2 separate regions of the Oryctolagus cuniculus genome follow, and region 2 is linked to region 1. Evidence: chromatin contacts called from public Hi-C data. All regions are on one chromosome and are shown on one strand. Each heading gives the region's core, a stretch centred on a gene start, on an enhancer-like site or on the middle of the called end of the contact. The rest is flanking DNA. Distances are from core to core; before and after follow the strand shown. Region 1 holds the start of SLC25A51 (solute carrier family 25 member 51). Region 2 has its middle 22 kb from the start of ALDH1B1.

Region 1 (4,041 bases), core at 660-3,159:
GCAGGTGAATCAGCGCCTCTCCGAGGTAAACAGCGGTTAATTTCCCTTGTGATGCGCGAGGGATTTCCGAGGCGCCTACGCGGGATCCGGAACGGCTCCGGGACAAAGCAAGCGCGAAGAAGGCTCGACCTGGCGAGGGAACCACCCTCTTTCCCGGGCTTTCCCGGACGACAGAGAGGCGGGACACGGGTGGGCCTGAAGACCCGCTGGGCAGAGCGTACACACAGCTGGTGCGCCGCCACGCTCGCCCCGGAAAGCCCTGCACAGCCCGCGTTCTCGGGGCGTCTCTTCCCCGGTCGGTGACAAGGCGGCAGCAGGTCGCAGCCGATCCCTAGCACCAACGCCCCTTCGGTCTCCGACGGTCCGGAGCCAGGAGTCCCCGGGGACGCAGGCCGGACGCCCGGGCAGGCGGACTCCGCGAGGAGCCTGCCCCTCCCCGCCCGGGCGGTTCTCGGGGCGCGCCCGGACGGTTCTCGGGGCGCGCCCCAAAGAACGCTCAGCCTCCTCCGCCGGAGACGCCGCCCTGCATCCCGGAGGCCCACAGGCCAGCCCGCGCGCGCCGACCCGGGCGGGGCCTGCAGCCGCCGGGCCTGGGGAGCCGCTGGGGCGCAGCGCGCGCGCGGAGGACCCGCTGGCCGCCTCGGAGGGCGGCCGCCCTCGCCTTGCCCCCGGAGGCCGAGGGGAGCTCCGCGCTTCCTCACGCTCGGCCCCGCACTCACCCATCGCCGCAGGCGCTCAGGCCCCAAGCCCCGCAGCCGCCCGCCCGCAGGACCGCGAGCGAGCCGGCGAGCCTGCCGCACGCGCGCATGCGCAGACCTCAGCCACCCCCCCCCGGCAGTGGGGCGGGGCGCGCTCGGCGCCCTTCGGGTCACGTGACAAACGCCGCCCCCCGCCGCCTCCCGGAGCCCGCGGGTGGCAGGAAGACGCAGGCCTCCTCGGGTCGCTGTCTACTGCACCGGGCCAGGTAGAGGGTCGCAGCGTCAGGCTCCGGGGGCCCGCTAACTACCACACGGGATCCTGGATGCCGTACGGTGGCCTCAGCGTGCCAGAAACAGCTAGCGCGTTCTCTAGCGCCCTGCCCGCGGAGTCGCGGCGCGTGCGCCGACCGCCGCAGAATGCCCGGGTTGGCTCCTCCGAGGTGTCTGGGGTCTGGGCTCGGGGATCCCGGACCTTTGGCTACGCGCGCCCTAGGACACACCGATCCCTTCTAAACCCTTTTCCCTTTGAACTTGAGGCAACTCGCGCGGTGTTGGAAGGAGCAGTGCACCTGGCATTAGGAAGCCTGGGTCAGAGCCCCAGTCCTGACGCTTCCAGGAGTGGCTGTGGGCAGGCTACCGGTCCCCGAGCTCTACATCCATGCGTGGCCCGTGTCCCCTAGCCCTGCTCAGTGGCTCTCCGTGTCGTTTGCAAACCGGAATGCGCGCAGCAGCTGTGGGCAGCCATGCAGGAAGCTCACCGGATTGAGACCAGGCCCGGGGGGTAACTTCCCCTGCCGGGAACGGCTTGGGGGCTGCCGCCTCCCCCAGGAGCGTTCCGCCCGGGGGGCTGCCCAGACAGCCTGAATCCCGGCCAGCGCACGCTACCAAGGGACCTACCGAGGGCCAGGCGCAGTCCCGGTCCCGTGGAGGCTCCGAAGACCCCAGACAGAAAACCCAGAAGCACGAGGGGCTTTTCCACTTGGGAGAAAAGTAGAGGTGGCTTCAAAGAGGAGGAGGAGGAGCACGCAGAGGAAGCCCCCGCCCGAGCAGGTGGAGGGCAGGTGGCTGGGTGGATTTTGGGAATTTGGACTGTCCGAGGCAGACACCTGGCGCCTAATTAGTGCTCAAGGGAGAGAGTGTGTCCTCTACAAGACGACGCCAGGGCCACACAGCGGAGGAGAGGGCATTTACCATTCTGAAGAGCGTGTTTGCCTGTCTCGTGCGAATCCCCAGTCACAGGCATTGTCTGAAACATAAATAGGCCGGCAGGCGGCAGGTCACATCCTCCGGGCCACGTGTGCACCTGTCGCTCCCCAGCTCGACAACCCTCCGCTTGGCTCGCTGCCCTGTGTCGCTGTTCCCCTGCCAGCCCGTCCAGCAGCCCGGAGCAGTCTCCCAATGTTTTGCACATCTTTGTATTCCTTAATTCTGTTTTCCCCTTTCCCATCCAGTCTTCGCTTTCCTGGTCCTACTGCTACGTCCTCCTAGAAGTCTTCCCTGATCTCCGCCGGCAAAATTGGCCGCTCTTGTCTCCGCCTTCCGGCGGCACGACTTGTGCGGCTCTCCCGACAGCCTGCCTTATGTTATAATCGCTCAGGAAGGTGTCTTTCCCACTGGCTGCTCCCGGAAGGGGGTGCTGTCTGACCGCTCCCTGGCTCTCCAATTCAGGGCTTGCCCCCGAAAAGAGGTCCCTGGGAGATGTTTGCTTAAATGGAACGGCTGTGCAGTGCAGCGCTGTTGAAAGCAGGGCTGTGGATTCTCGGGGAGGCGGGGAGAACAGGTTCCCATCTGGCTGGTCGCTCCTCAAAGGCTGGCCATGGCCGAGGCGCTCGCAGTCTGAGCCAGGAACCGGAGCTCAGCCCAGGTCTTCCTCCCTGGGGGGCGGGAACCCTCCCGGAAAGAGCACTAGCGGGAAGCTGGGATTGGGAGCTGGGTGGGGACTGAACTGAGGTGGGCGTCTTAAGGTCTGTTTGTGCAGGCACTCTCTGCTCCCCACCGCCCACAAAGCTTTCTAGAAAGTTATCTGGCGCCCTCAGCCTCCACGGGCCTTTAACGCCCACGAGAACAGCCGTGTGCACGCTGCCAGGCAACCTCAGCTACTGCGAGATGGCTCTGCCAGGGAGAGGTCACCCGTGGTCACCCCAACGAGGGGTCAGTGCCCTCTCTCTGGCTCGCCCTTCCCGGGCCTCCGCAATCCCCTACGCATTTCTGCGTCACACCCCCGGTTCCCTCCCGGGCCAGCACTGCTGCTGTGCTGTGGCTGTGGCTGTGGGTTTCCTTTCGTGAGCTTGCTTGCACGCTTTGGCGCACGCCCCCGCACGCTGCACAGTCTGTCCTCTGTGCTGGGAGGCCTGCTTGCTTCCTGATCACGTCCTGTTGGCCCTCGGGTGCTCGGCTCCAGCGGAGGCCCCTCGTCACTGCTGACCTCACTGGCCCACGCTGCGGAGCCCCCCGCCCCCAGGACCTGGACTTGTGCCCTGTGCCGGGGCTGCTCTGTGCCCTCCAGGACTGCCTCCCTTTCTCCTGGGCTCATTTGCAAAACTGTTTTGATCTGGCAACTACCCTGCCTCTGGAGACCAGGGCCTTTCACACAGTTGGTGGGAAAACAGAATTCAAATATAAACGTATTTTCTGCAAAAACGGAAATCATCCGGTTTTTTTTTTTTTCAGACATTTTCCAAGAATTCTTTGAAAGCCACCTGTATGTAACACGCATAACTGAGGTCAAGGTACCCCCTCACAAGCCTGTGAGATGGCCTGTCTTCTCCCATTCATTAAAAAAAAAAAAAAAACTTATTTATTGAGAGAGGTCTTCCATCTGCTGGTTCACTCTCCAAATGGCCGTAATACTGGGGATGGGCCAGGCCAAAGCAAAGAGCCAGGAGCTTCTTCCAGGTCTCCCACGCAGGTGCAAGGGCCCAGGCACTTGGGCCGTCTTCTGTTGCTTTCCCAGGTGCATCAGCAGGGATCTGGATCAGAAGTGGAGCAGCCAGGACTGGGGGATATGGGGCTGGTGGCGCTCCAACCTGCTGCACCACAACACTGCCTCCCCTTCATTTGTTTTAATGCTAATAACTCAGCCCTGTTTGATCTTAGAATCATCTGCAAAAGCCATAAGAGCCCTAGCAGTCCCCCTGCCCTTGGAGATTCTGGTTGAATGGGTTGGCGGTGGGGTCGGGCAGAGGCTGTGTAAAAGCCCTCCCCACGCCCCGGGTGTGCGGAGGCTGAGACTGACAGCCCCACGTCCTTTCCTCCCCATGTCCTTACCTGAAGATAAGAGTCACCTGGACCCGCTTGGCAACACAGGCCTGTGTTACCCGGGAGCTCTTAGATACGTGGCCTC
Region 2 (3,695 bases), core at 473-2,972, 350 kb after region 1:
GCCTCCGAGTCCCTCTGTAGCCCCGAAATTCTGTGAGTCCATGAGAAATCTGCCTTAGCCATCTGCTCCTGCGCAAACCACAGCCACACGAAGCTGCAAAGCAGATTGTTCGACATTCGTTTGGGAACGGATTCCCCCAATCAGTCTCTTCTCCACCAAGAGTTTGCGGTTGGCCTCCCCAGATCTCAGCATCACAGTCCCGCGTCCCAAGTAGCGCCACATGTGTGCCATTTCTCATCAGGCCAGAGAAATCGCTTCTGCCAATCACTGCGAAGTGTAGCCACCTGCAACAGGCAGCAGACACTCAAGACCGCTGGTGGGGAAGAGGTCAGAAACCAGCCTGGGCCCCGAGACCAGAGACCACAGGTGGGTCAGTTTTGTCCTGAGAGACTCCCTCCTACAACAGCTTTAAGAGTGAGGTGCCTTCTCCCGCATTATACTTGTTTTAAAAGATTTATTAATTTATTTACTTGGAAGGCAGAAAGAGAGAGAGATCTTGCACCTGATGGTTCACTTCCCAGATGGCCCTAACAGCTGGAGCTGGGGGTAGCCACAGGCAGGAGCCAGGAACTCCACTCAGGTCTCCCACACGGGTGCAGGGGCCCAAGCACTTGGGCCATCTTCCCCTGCTTTCCCAGGCCATCAGCAGGGAGCGGGATTGGAAATGGAGCAGCTGGGACTCGAACCGGCACCAGTGTGAGATGCAAGGCTTCCCAGGCAGTGCTTAATCCACGGTGCCACAATGCCCACTCCTCCCACATTTTGGAGGTGAGGAACGCAAGGGTCAGAGAGATGAAGTCTCACAGGCACAGGATCTCAAATTGTGCTCCATGCGCCCCTACTGCCATCGTTCTGCGGGTGACGTGTCCCCGTGGGTGGCCTCTGCCTTCAGGGGCAGGAGCCGGGTGGGCTCGGCCTCTCCAGCAGACGCTCAGCCTGGTGGAGCTCACCAGTGCTCACCTGTCTGAGCAATGGACAGGCAGGTGCGCCCCGGTAGTTGGGGTGGGCACAGGGTACATGGGCTGTGTGGGGCCGCTGTGGGGGGGCTGCGGCGCAGACAGACAGCTGGGGCGGTTCCATTCCAGCAGGAGGCCCAAGGTCAGACTCTGAGAAGGAATTAATAATCTCCCAGGAATTTCTCCGGCACAGTGGGGGTGCATAAAGAGTCTTCAGCGAAGGCCTCAGAGCAAATTTCCTGGATTTTCCAGCTAATTTGAAGGTGCCTACTTGGAACATTTTCTTGTCAGGAAAGATTTTAAAATACATTCATTCCGCGTGACGTGATAATTGCGCCCGGCTGCCTGATGAGAGCTTTCTCTCTCTTCCACTGCTATTGTTCGAGGGATGGGGCTGACGGGCTGACGGGCGGGCGGAGCGGGCACTTTGCTAAACGCACAAGCAAGCCGAGCCCCTCGCGGCCAGGGGAGGCTGGGGGGTCTCTGACGTGCAACGGGGTGGGGGTGGGGGCTGGCAGTGGCATTTTGGAGCAAGTGACTTCCTTGCTGTTCCCCTGCAGGGGGAGACCGAGGCCCGGGAGCAGGCGGTCACCGGGGTCACCGGATCCGCAGGTGGCAGAGGGGAGCCCCCCGCACGGCCACCCAGCCCCCTGGGCCCCTCCTACTGAACGCTGGCCCGTGTGGCAGGGTTTGGTGGCTGTTGCCGACTTCCCGCAGAGGTGCCATGGGCTGTTCGCACGCGGCCTGGTCTCCCCCTCGCTGTCTCTCTCGCCTTTGTCTTGTGGAAGGCACACTTCCAGGCCTGGCCAGCTGACAGCCGTTGGCACGGGCCCCGGTTTCCGGCTCGCCCTTGGCGACAGGGAAGCACTTGTGTGTGCGTGTATTATTCTTCGGCTCCATGTGATTTTTTTTTTTTTGGTTTATCTTGATTTTTTTTTAATTGCAATTCCTCCAGCTGGTTTTCAGGGCACCCACGCCTTCTGTATATTAACATAGCGCTGACAACACCGAGGTGCGGGTTTTCTGCGTTGCTAGAGCACGGGGACCATTCTGCTCTGAAAAGGCTGCTCTGGGCAGCCTGGGGTGGACACTCCGTTAGGATCACGGAGCAGCCGTTCCCATTGTTTTCCTTAGAAAACACCAGTGTCAATCATCTCTCAAGGGACAGCCTTTTCCGGGAAAGTGAGTGACAAAGGCCCAGGCCAGGGGCACACGTGCGTTTACGTGTGGATGTGTGTGTGTGTTCAGGCTTGTGTCTCTGTGGATGTACGCTCGGCTGTGTTCGTCTGCCTACATGGAATTGCAGGCATGTCTGTTTGTGTGTGCGTGTGCGTGTGTGTGTGCGTGTGGATCTGAATGCATCTGTCATGGATGTTGTTAAGTTCATTGTGTGTGTGTGTGTGTTGTGGCCATGTGATTGTGTATCTACATGCACATGGCTGGTGTGTAGGACATATATGTGGCCATGTGCAGGCGTGTGCATGCTTGTGTGATGGTTTGTGAGGTTGTGTGTGTCCGTGTGTCTGAAGGCGGGCACGTGTGCGTGGCTGTGTCTTTGTGTCCAGGAGCGTTGATGTGTTTGCAGGTGGCTCTGACTTCTGGGCAGCGTCTCCCATACACATGTGCACAGCACCCTCTAGTGGGCATTGGTGGAAAGCATGGCCCACGCAGAACAAAACCAAGCCGGGGAGAGGCAGGGTCTGGTTCACTCCCAGATTCAGCAGGGCTTTGTCCTGGCACACAGGGAAGGGTCATTCTCTGGGCTCAGGCACACACACTTCCCAGAGAAGTGACTCTCTGCTCTAAGGACTCTGGGATTCCACCGGGGCCACCTGAACACGCCAGGACCATCTCCCCCACCCCAAGAGCCCTTGCTCAATCCCTCCTGCAAAGCCTCTGTGGCCTCCAAGGAGACCTTCACAGGCACTGGGCATTAGGACGTGGACGCCCAGGGGCTTCCTCAGCCCCCACCACTGCCATTCCCAGCATTGTGTCCCGGAGGTCTGGGGTGATCGGAGTTGAGCTTACGGCCGTCCCGCTGGGACGCCTGTGCTCTGCGTGTCGCTGTGTGGGCTCCATCGCCCTCCCTCGCCTGTTGCTCTCAGTGGTGCACTAGACAGGTGCTGCCGACGTGGCTGCGGTAGGAAGGCCAGGCGAGGTCTGTAACAGGCCCAGAGTCATGGCTGGGAAGGGCTGGGGCATGTCGAACCCAGGATTGTCAAACTCCAAAGCCATTAAAGAACAGTGTTGCAGGCAGGAGCTGCATGCCCATGTTGCAGACAAGAACACTGAGGCCAGACCTGTAAATCCTTGCTTTGAGATACCCAGACGTCCTTGTGGAACGGCTGCCACGGGTGACCCAAGCAGCCATGGCGGTCGACTGCATCAGGACTTGGTGACAGTCGGTGTATGGGGCCCCACCCAGCACAGCCCCCCATTTCAGATAGATGGGTGGCTCTATGCAATGTAGACAGTCTCATAACAACCCCCACAACAGGATAGATTTCCACAAGGCTGTGAGGAAACTGAGTGAATGTATGGTTCCAGTTTCCCAAGCTTTTGGAAGACCTCCAGTGTCCCCGTCACCCCCAGATGGGACCTCCGGCCTCTCTGTGGTCAGCCTGCTCCCTCCACCCCAGCGCCTGCAATCCACGCCTATCCTATGTCCCTTTAGTTTTGTTTTTCTGGATTGTCTTAACGGAAGCACAGGCAGCTTTTTTTTAATTCTTTTGTTGTTGT

The links. A called contact is a pair of places that touch in the nucleus more often than the background predicts.
Region 2: a Hi-C map of embryonic fibroblasts shows a contact between it and region 1, with 8 times the contacts expected there. The contact joins the enhancer-like site here to the promoter of SLC25A51 in region 1. A contact is called at or near these places in 5 of 6 Hi-C or Micro-C datasets (ear pinna, embryonic fibroblasts, liver and 2 more).

The regions. Positions count from the first base shown.
Region 1 is chr1:200,723,275-200,727,315 of mOryCun1.1, forward strand. It overlaps SLC25A51 (solute carrier family 25 member 51), which reads right to left and starts at 1,910. Exons shown (of 4, transcript XM_051843849.2): 1 at 1,890-1,910.
Region 2 is chr1:201,068,954-201,072,648 of mOryCun1.1, forward strand. No RefSeq gene overlaps it. Among named protein-coding and RNA genes, the nearest start is that of ALDH1B1, 22 kb to the right of the region's middle. Within about 2 kb of position 1,723, at least 1 of the 8 cell types and tissues checked has an H3K27ac peak or open chromatin away from gene starts, as enhancers often do.